Linked DNA regions of Mus musculus: regions 1 and 2 are each linked to region 3. A link is a contact called in public Hi-C and HiChIP or PLAC-seq data. All regions are on one chromosome and are shown on one strand. Each heading gives the region's core, a stretch centred on a gene start, on an enhancer-like site or on the middle of the called end of the contact. The rest is flanking DNA. Distances are from core to core; before and after follow the strand shown.

Region 1 (2,768 bases), core at 238-2,737, 150 kb before region 3:
AGTAACAAAGACCCCAGTGGAGTTAGGTAGAGTCTGGACACGTGTAGACACCTGATACAAGTTATGTCATAAACAAAGAGGTCCCATCCTCAGTACTGCTCACACCCATTGGACTGCAGCTGACTCAGTGTCTCCCTCTCGTGACCTCTCATCTGCTCCCACCCCAGGCCGAAAGGCTCACTCTGAGCACAAGGATCCTGGGACTTGGATTCTGCCTGGCTCACCACCTCTTCCTTAATCAAGAGTCCCAGAGCTGGTGCCAGCATATCCCCAGACTCCAGGACCCCAGAAGCACCAGAGCCAGCAGCCAGAGCCCAGCCCTTCCTCCACTGGTCACATCCTGGGGGAGCGTGGGGGAGGGTGGGGGCGGTGAGGCAAGAAGCACACTGCCAGCCCCTAACCCTGCCCCTAGCCCCGCCCTCAGTTCCGCCCCAGCCCCGCCCTCAGTCCTGCCCCCCAGCCCTGCCCCAAATCTGCCCCAACCCTGCCCTCAGCCTCTTTAGACACCTGCCCACCCAGATCAGTCACATCCTTAGGAAGAAGCACTTTTAAATGGCAGCTCTTTTGAGCCGGTGGGATGGCGTAGTGGGAAAAGGCATTTGCTACAAGCCTGGCAACCCAAGTTCTATCTCAGAGACCTACATGGTAGAAAGAGAGAGACAACTGCTACAAATTGTCCTCTGACCCCCACCCATGTGCTGTGGCACACACTCATTTGCACACATGCACACACACACACACACACACACACACACACACACACACACACACACATCCCATAAAAAAGAAGAAAAAGCCATCTCAGAGATAGTCTTACCCATTTCAGCTTTCTCCCTCCCATTCAGCTCTTCTGCCTCTCCCTACTGTCTCCTTCCCTCCATCTCTCTGATCCTGCCTTTCTGCCTTCTCCCTTGCCCCCGATGCAGACCCCGGAAGAGACAAGGACAGACATAGGCATTATGGCTCAGCAAAGGACAAGGCTTTGGGAAGGAGATGGGGCCCAGGCTAGATCCGGGCCACAGGAGGGTGATACTGTGGGAGTCCCGGGCAGCTCCAGCCTCTGGGAGGAGCTACTCCAGTCCCTCCCCTGTGGTCGGAGAGCGGAGCCAGGGTGGGGCTCACCTGTGGTTAAGGCAGCAATAAATGATGGGGTTGTACATGGTGGAGCTCATGGCCAGCCAGAAGAGTGCCAGGTAGACCTGCTGGATAAACTTGCGGTAGTAGATGTCCTCTTGGAAGGTCCCCAGGATGAAGTAGAGGTGGTAGGGCAGCCAGCAGATGGCAAATGTCACCACCACCAGTACCATGGCCTTCACAAACTGGTCAGGGAGAGACGCGGGTCAGTACTTGGCATCTGAGTCTCAAGCCTAGCTCCCTAGCACCCCCTAGCGGGTGGGTTTTGGGTTCTAATGGCTCCCTGAAGCAGATTCCTGCACCTCCACCCCGCTCCACCCCCGACCCTCCTCCGGCTTCCCACCTTCTTCTTGGCCTGTAGATGGCGCAGGTTAGCTCCATGAGCCTGGTGTCTGGGTACGGCGCGTTTCCACAGTGTGAGGCCAATGACACTGTAAGCTGCAAACATCACCACTAGAGGCAGGAAGTAGATGAGGACAAACACCACCAGATGATACCTGCAGGGAAAGCCGGGGAGCTGGCTGGGCAGTGGGTGGCCAGATCCACCAATGCTCACTCGGGATTAAGGTCCCTGAACCCCACACAAACACCTTGCAGCCCCACCCTGGAGTTCGGTTTAAAGAAAAATTAAGGCAACATTTCCTAGCATATTTGTTAATGCTGGGCTTTCCTCGCAAAAATTAACCAGCATCAGCCAGTTCTTCTGTGGTATGGAAAAGGCTAAAAAGGGGGAAAGCTAACCAAATGTTATGTTTGTTTAACATATAAAATATAACGCCAGCATCAGTGAGACAGTGGGGATCGGGGCTGAGTTGGACCTGAGTTGGATCCTTGGAAGCCACATGTAGATCAGAAGGTGCATGGCATGTACACAGCTCTGTCCGTCTCATGTTTTTATAAAAAGAAACATTTACTATATATATGTGTGTGTGTGTGTGTGTGTATGTATTTACTATATAGATATATATTTAGTATATATGTAATATATTATATTCATACACACATATATATATAGTAAATGTATTCATACACATGTATATGTGTATATGTATATATATGTATGTATATATACTAAATTTCATTTTTAATTTTTAGTATATATACTCATTTAGTATATATATTTATATATACTCATTTTTAGTATATATATATGTATATATACATATATATGTATGTATATATACGTATGTGTGTGTATATATATATATATGGTGGCACATGCCTGTGATCCCAACAGTCCAAGTATGGAAGCAGGAGGGTAGGATGTTCACTGTTAATCCTCCATACACAATGAATTAGAGGCCAGCCTGGGATACTAAGACCTTGTTTCTGATAAACATCATTAAGCACAAAGGTTAACACTCCTGTCACTGTTCACAGTGTATGTTTCCTCCCAGAATCATCTCTGTGCATTGGTATGTTGTGTGTGCAGGAATGGATATGTGTGCACATGAATATATTCTTATATTTAGTAGGTAGGGCATATATGATATTATACATATAGAATTGCAGGAGCCACACTAAGAAAAGGCCTTAGCTAGAGAAGGACAGTGGAGAAGCCACACTGATAGCTCTCATGTCCCCTGCTTCTTTCCTCTAAACACCACCGGGTACGTGGCTGTGCCATCAAATAC
Region 2 (2,700 bases), core at 37-2,536, 150 kb after region 3:
GGCTAGCCTGGTCTAGAGTAAGTTCCAGGGCAGCTAAGGCTACACAGAAAAGCCCTGTTTCAAAAAATATAAATAAATAAGTAAATAAATAAATAAATATGACCTGGAACTTGCTTTGTAGACCAGGTTAGCCTTGAAATCACAGAGACCACCTGGTTCCTTGTCCTGTGTACTGGGATTAAAGACATGTGTCACCAAGCCTGGCCTAAAATACTTTTCTTTCTTTTTGTTTTGTTTTGTTTTGTTTTGTTTTGTTTTTTTTAAAGATTTATTTATTGATTATATGTAAGTACACTGTAGCTGTCTTCAGACACTCCAGAAGAGGGAGTCAGATCTCGTTAGGGATGGTTGTGAGCCACCATGTGGTTGCTGGGATTTGAACTCTGGACCTTCGGAAGAGCAGTCGGGTGCTCTTACCTACTGAGCCATCTCACCAGCCCTTGTTTTGTTTTGAGACAGGGTTTCTCTGTGTAGCCCTGGCTGTCCTGGAACTCACTCTGTAGACCAGGCTGGCCTCGAACTCAGAAATCCGCCTGCCTCTGCCTCCCAAGTGCTGGGGTTAAAGGTGTGCGCCACCACTGCCTGGCGTTCTAAAACATTCTTGAGGCAGGGTTTCATGTAGCTCAGGTTATCTTCACACTTGGTATGCAGCTGCGAATGATCTTGAACTCCCAATCCTATTGCCTTCTGAATGTTTGGGTTACAGGTGTGGACCACTGTACCCAATTTGTTGTCTACTGGAGATTTAACCCAGGGTTCTGAACATGCCTACTATGTGTACATGTACCATGTAACAGTGTACACATTAGAGCTTTGCTAATGAAGCTATACCCCACCCACTTTGTTTTGTTGTTTTGGTGGCATCTTGTGGGGGGACAGTCTCATCTTGTAGCCCAGGCTAGCCTCCAAGTTGCAGTGATCCTCCTGCCTCTACCTTCTGTGTGCTGGGATTATAAACATACTCCTACTCTACCTAGCTTTATAATTTTTCTTTCTAGTGCAGAGGATTTAAGCCACAACCTCATGCATACCCCAGGCAAACACGTTATGCCACTGAGCCACAGCCCAACCCAGGAAGGTGTCACTCTCGCCTACTGGCAATTATCCCTGATATTTGCTGTTTTGCTGTACTCTCTACCTCTGAACCTGGACGGTTGACAGCAGGCAACATCTTATTTTGCAGCCTCTGCCTGAGGGCAGACCCTGGCTGGAGTGACAGTCACACTGGGCCTCTGGCCTCACTCCCCTCTGCTGCCATCTGGATTCATGTGTGACAGATGCCTGGGTTGGGCAGGCGCCTGGTCCCTTTAAGAGTCCTGAGCTAGGGCACAGGGAGTGACTGGCCCCTAAGCCCAAGCTGGGGCTCTGGGGAAGCGAGTGGCTGCCTGGCATCTTCCCTTTGATACTGACACCGGCGTTTTAATAGCTGTGACCCATCAGGCCGGTGGTGTTTCAGCGCTGGCCACACAGGGCATTCCAGGAGGCCCTGGCTGCTAGCCAAGACAGCAGAAGGGCCCCCTCTGTGTAGAGTGCCGGAGTCCACCCCCCAACCAAGACTGTAGAGTGCTCCACCCACCTCTAGCCTTAGTCTGGAGTCTCTCACTACTCCAACTCTGATACCTAAGAGGCCAGAGCTAGGGGGTTAAGCAACCAATGCTGGCCACTCGGAGGGTGTGCCTTGGTGACCTGGGTCACTCATTCCCATCTGAGAGGGGTTGGCCAGCACACAGCACCTGGCTGAGTGAGTCACAGCCCACCGCAACAGGGCCTTACTGTGACGTCTGATTTGTAAATAGCTGGGGGTTACTGAATGTCAGGCGCTATTGTATGCTCTGGGCACTCGATGATGAGGGACACAACATATGGCTGATCTTCCTGTGGAATTTACCTTCTGTTAGCAAAGGGGAGGCAATAAAGGAGAGAGAGGAAAATGTAAAGGAGAAAATGAAGTAGGGAAAGGGACAGGAAGCAAGGAGGGTCTCATTAGTAGCAGGCCAGGTGGACAGCTAGAAAAAGAACATTCTAGAAAGGGAGCAATCGCTAGTGCAAAGGCCCTGGGGTAGGGGAAAGTCTGGAGAGATGGTGGCTCCAGCAATGGTTGAGAATGGGGCTGCTGGGTCCAGGTTGGATGTAGGGTGCACTCAGGCAGTAGGATATCAAGGTCACTGTGCCCCAGTTGTGTCTGGAGCCAGTGTTGGCGCCGGGGTTGGGGAAAGGGCTCTGATGCTCGGTGTCTACAAGGCTTTCGGATCAGGATGTAACTCTCAACTACTTCTCCAGCACCAAGTCTGCTTGCCTCCATGCTTCCTGACAGGATGATAATGGATTAAGCTTCTGAAACTCTAAGCAAGCCCCCGATGAAATTATTTTATTAGAGTTGCTTTGGCCATAGTGTCTCTTCACAGCAATAGAACACTCGCTAAGGCACTCATAGACAATATTGAAGACCTTAGACTATGCAAGGTCTTGGAGAGCCAGTGGATAGAAGACAGAGGTCAGGCCCTGGGCCATGGCCCTATGGGCTGCGGCATTTAGGTAGTGAGCTGACAAGACTGGCAAAGGAGAAAGAGAGGGAATGGCCAGAGTAGAAGAATAGGAATTGTAGAAAGCATGGCTTCCTGGGAGACAAGTGCAGAAAGCACACAGAGAAGTGTGTAAATACTGTCCCGGGTCAGGAGGACAAGGACTGACCACCAGAGG
Region 3 (2,778 bases), core at 224-2,723:
TTCCACACAGCTCGTCTTGGTTCTCCCGAGTGGTGTGCATTGATTCACACACCCACTGGCAGCATATAGGAACACACTTCACTGCCCAGCATCAAGGATGTGGTATCATTACGTTTCCTCCTCCCAGTCCATCCAATGATTCATAAGGTTCCCAAATTGTAACATTGAGCACAGATTTAAGATTCACTGGCCATTTAGATTTCTTTTATAATATGCCTGATGAAATCTTTCACCTATGTTTTAACTTGGTTGCTTATATTATTCATTTGCAGATACTCCTATACTCTTTCTGTCTTCCAGATGTCAGATTTGTTGTTGTTGGCTATCTGTTTTGTTTTTGTTTCTACGGTAAAATACTCTCACTGAAAATTTACTTAGGGCTATAGGAAAGGCTTTATTTTGGTTAACAATTCCATATTGCAGTTCAGGGGAAGTCACTTCAGAAACTTAAATAGTAATCACATCACATCCAATCAAGAGCAGAGAGAAACCGGGGCACCAACGCTGGCTGCTCACTTCCCCACTGGTTTTCTTTACTCTTACATAGCTCAGGGTCCAGCCTAGGGAATGGTGCCACCCTCAATGGGCTTGGTCAATTAATAGGACAATTCTTTACAGACAAGCACCAAGGCCAACCAGATCTAAATCAAACCTTAAGGAGACTCTCTTCTTGGGTGGTTCTAGGTGATAGATGCTTGGCTTGAGCCAGAGCCAACGCCAGAGATGCCTGACCTAGATTCCCACTCCGTGAGGCTGCAAAACTCTCTCAGGATTCCTACCGGAACAGTGTCAGAGGGTTGTAAAGGGAGTGAGGTCCCTGCTTCCTCCACGCAGGTTCCAGGGATCCAACTCAAGTCATCAGGCTGTGAAGCTCAACCATCTATCAGTCTCTCTGTCCTGTCTCACACTTTCCCTCCAGTCCCCTGTCTCTTCTCTGACTCTGCCTTTTCAGGCTGTCTATCCATCCTTTCTCCTCCCCACTACACCTGGACTCACTAGAGACCAAGAATTAATCTGGTGATCCCGCCCCCAACCCGCTCTGAGGGAAGCATGCTGCAAACTGAGCGAACATGCCAGTGATTCATACCTCTTCGGTCCCCAAGGAGCTTGGAGCTCCTGAGGGGCGGGGCTGGGTCCTTCTCAAGTGGAACAGGCAGAGTTAGCTGGGCAGATCTGAGCAGACTTGTGTTTACAAGTGGGCTCACCTTCTGCCTACTTCTCTTCTCCCAACCCAGGCATCCCGGGTCCTGGGCTTTTATGTGATCCCCTCTTCCCTGGTCCTCTTCCCCATCATGTATTCACCCACATTCCCCATCCCAATCCTTCTCAGCCTCCTCATCTCTTCCCGATAGTCCTTCCTCCCCAATCTAGCTGCTCCTTGTCCTCCCTTCTCCCTCCTTCCCCTCCCTTCTCCTCCAGTCCCGATGCGCAGCTGCAGTTACCCCGGCAGCCGGCAGAGGGGGCCCCGAGCCGGGCCTCGCCCCTGCGGTGCGCGCTTCCTGTGAGGTCAGGTGGGAGGAAACGGCCGCCCGTGGACGCCGAGCCCCGGGAACCGTGCGCGCAGGTGGGTGGTGTTCGCGCCGGGTCCCGGATCCGCACCCCTTCCCACCGCTGCGGGGCCTGGAGCCACGCCTGACCGAGGCGCTGCAGCGGCGCGGGTGGGCCAGCCTGCGGGATGACAAAGCACGGGACGTCGCGCAGAACCGCGACCCTGCCCGCTCCACGCTGTGCTCCTCCCCGGGCCCAACCTGCCTCGGTGCCCCGGCGGGTTGAGATGAACACGGAGGCGCTCCTCGGGTGACAGTGCCGGGCCTATCGTCACCCTTAGGGGCTGCAAAGCTGGGGTCCCCCAGAGCCGCAGCTGCAGCTCACACACCTTGTGGTGGGAGGTTGGACTTCGTCCTTTACCTGGGTGTTCCCTGCAGGTGAGGGGCAGGGGGCGTGCCCTCCGCAGCGCAGGTACACCCTCCCCAGCGTGATGTCCCCAGGTTCTGCCACCTGGGTGGAGACCTAAGAGGATCTACGTAGATTATTAGCGCCTGCTCTTTTTGGCAGTGCTTAGGAACCGCACCCTAACCCTGTTTTTTTTGTTTGTTTGTTTTGTTTTGTTTGTTTGTTTTGTTTGTTGGTTGGTTTTGTTGTTGTTGTTGTTGTTTTAACGTTAGCATACAAAACACTGCCTTCCTGTTTGTTTCTTTTTTGAGACAGGGTTTCACTTAGCAGAAGCTGGCCTTTAACCCCTGACCTTCCAGCCTGTACCTCCTTGGAGTTCTGGTGTTGATTACAGGTGTGCGTCACTTGGACAGGGCCCTGGGACCCACCCTCCCTCTCTTCCTCCCTTGCATTTTTTCCACCTCTTTTGGTTAATAGGACAAGCACCTGCTAAGGGTGGGCCACCATATGATCACCACCGAAAAACAATCTCTCAATTATCTGTAGCGGGCCCGTTGAGGTCAGGGGAAAGATCTGCCCCCTAGACGATCAATCGAAGGGCATGCATTTATTGGCAGGTACAGCGCAGCAGAAATTCCCAGCGTCCAGGGAGAATGGTGAGGATCTTGGCCAATGGGGAGATCGTTCAGGATGATGACCCACGAGTGAGGACGACCACCCAGCACAGAAGTAGCAGCTCTCAGCAGGTAGGCAGCCATCCTGAAGAGAAGTGTAGCAGCTGGCCCCAATTCCCAGTCTCCAGCGCCCTGCTTACCTTCTACAGCCGCGACTCTCAACCTTCCTAACTCCATGGCCCTTTAACACAGCTCCTCATGCCGTGCAGAT

Evidence for each region. A called contact is a pair of places that touch in the nucleus more often than the background predicts. HiChIP or PLAC-seq counts read pairs in DNA pulled down with a chosen protein or histone mark.
Region 1: a contact with region 3 is called in a Hi-C map of the N1E-115 cell line, with 7 times the contacts expected there. The contact joins the enhancer-like site here to the promoter of Fam241b in region 3. A contact is called at or near these places in 4 of 39 promoter capture datasets (embryonic stem cells, hippocampal neurons and stem cell-derived epiblast-like cells), 2 of 15 datasets of contacts at CTCF or cohesin (both in embryonic stem cells), 71 of 484 Hi-C or Micro-C datasets (the AtT-20 cell line, B cells, the BV-2 cell line and 35 more), 11 of 115 datasets of contacts at active chromatin or transcription factors (bone marrow-derived dendritic cells, embryonic basal ganglia, embryonic stem cells and 2 more) and 4 of 9 other capture datasets (adipose tissue, embryonic stem cells, liver and 1 more).
Region 2: an H3K4me3 HiChIP or PLAC-seq map of embryonic midbrain shows a contact between it and region 3, with 2.6 times the contacts expected there. The contact joins the enhancer-like site here to the promoter of Fam241b in region 3. A contact is called at or near these places in 10 of 39 promoter capture datasets (cancer-associated fibroblasts, cranial neural crest, embryonic stem cells and 4 more), 1 of 15 datasets of contacts at CTCF or cohesin (embryonic stem cells), 55 of 484 Hi-C or Micro-C datasets (the AtT-20 cell line, CD8 T cells, DN3 thymocytes and 30 more), 18 of 115 datasets of contacts at active chromatin or transcription factors (craniofacial prominence, embryonic basal ganglia, embryonic forebrain and 8 more) and 4 of 9 other capture datasets (adipose tissue, embryonic stem cells, liver and 1 more).

Annotation. Positions count from the first base shown.
Region 1 is chr10:62,260,035-62,262,802 of GRCm38.p6, reverse strand. It overlaps Tacr2 (tachykinin receptor 2), which reads right to left. Exons shown (of 5, transcript NM_009314.4): 3 at 1,478-1,631; 4 at 1,123-1,319. Among named protein-coding and RNA genes, the nearest start is that of Tacr2, 9.0 kb to the right of the region's middle. Within about 2 kb of position 1,487, at least 18 of the 459 cell types and tissues checked have an H3K27ac peak or open chromatin away from gene starts, as enhancers often do. A contact at or near this core is called in the AtT-20 cell line, CD8 T cells, the N1E-115 cell line and 1 more, where this site is marked.
Region 2 is chr10:61,964,322-61,967,021 of GRCm38.p6, reverse strand. All of the region lies in intron 1 of Col13a1 (collagen, type XIII, alpha 1), which reads left to right. Among named protein-coding and RNA genes, the nearest start is that of Col13a1, 13 kb to the left of the region's middle. Within about 2 kb of position 1,286, at least 23 of the 459 cell types and tissues checked have an H3K27ac peak or open chromatin away from gene starts, as enhancers often do. A contact at or near this core is called in the AtT-20 cell line, cerebellum and myocytes, where this site is marked.
Region 3 is chr10:62,109,745-62,112,522 of GRCm38.p6, reverse strand. Fam241b (family with sequence similarity 241, member B) reads left to right here and starts at 1,473. Exons shown (of 4, transcript NM_027251.4): 1 at 1,473-1,564; 2 at 2,209-2,287; 3 at 2,511-2,639. The coding sequence starts at 2,547.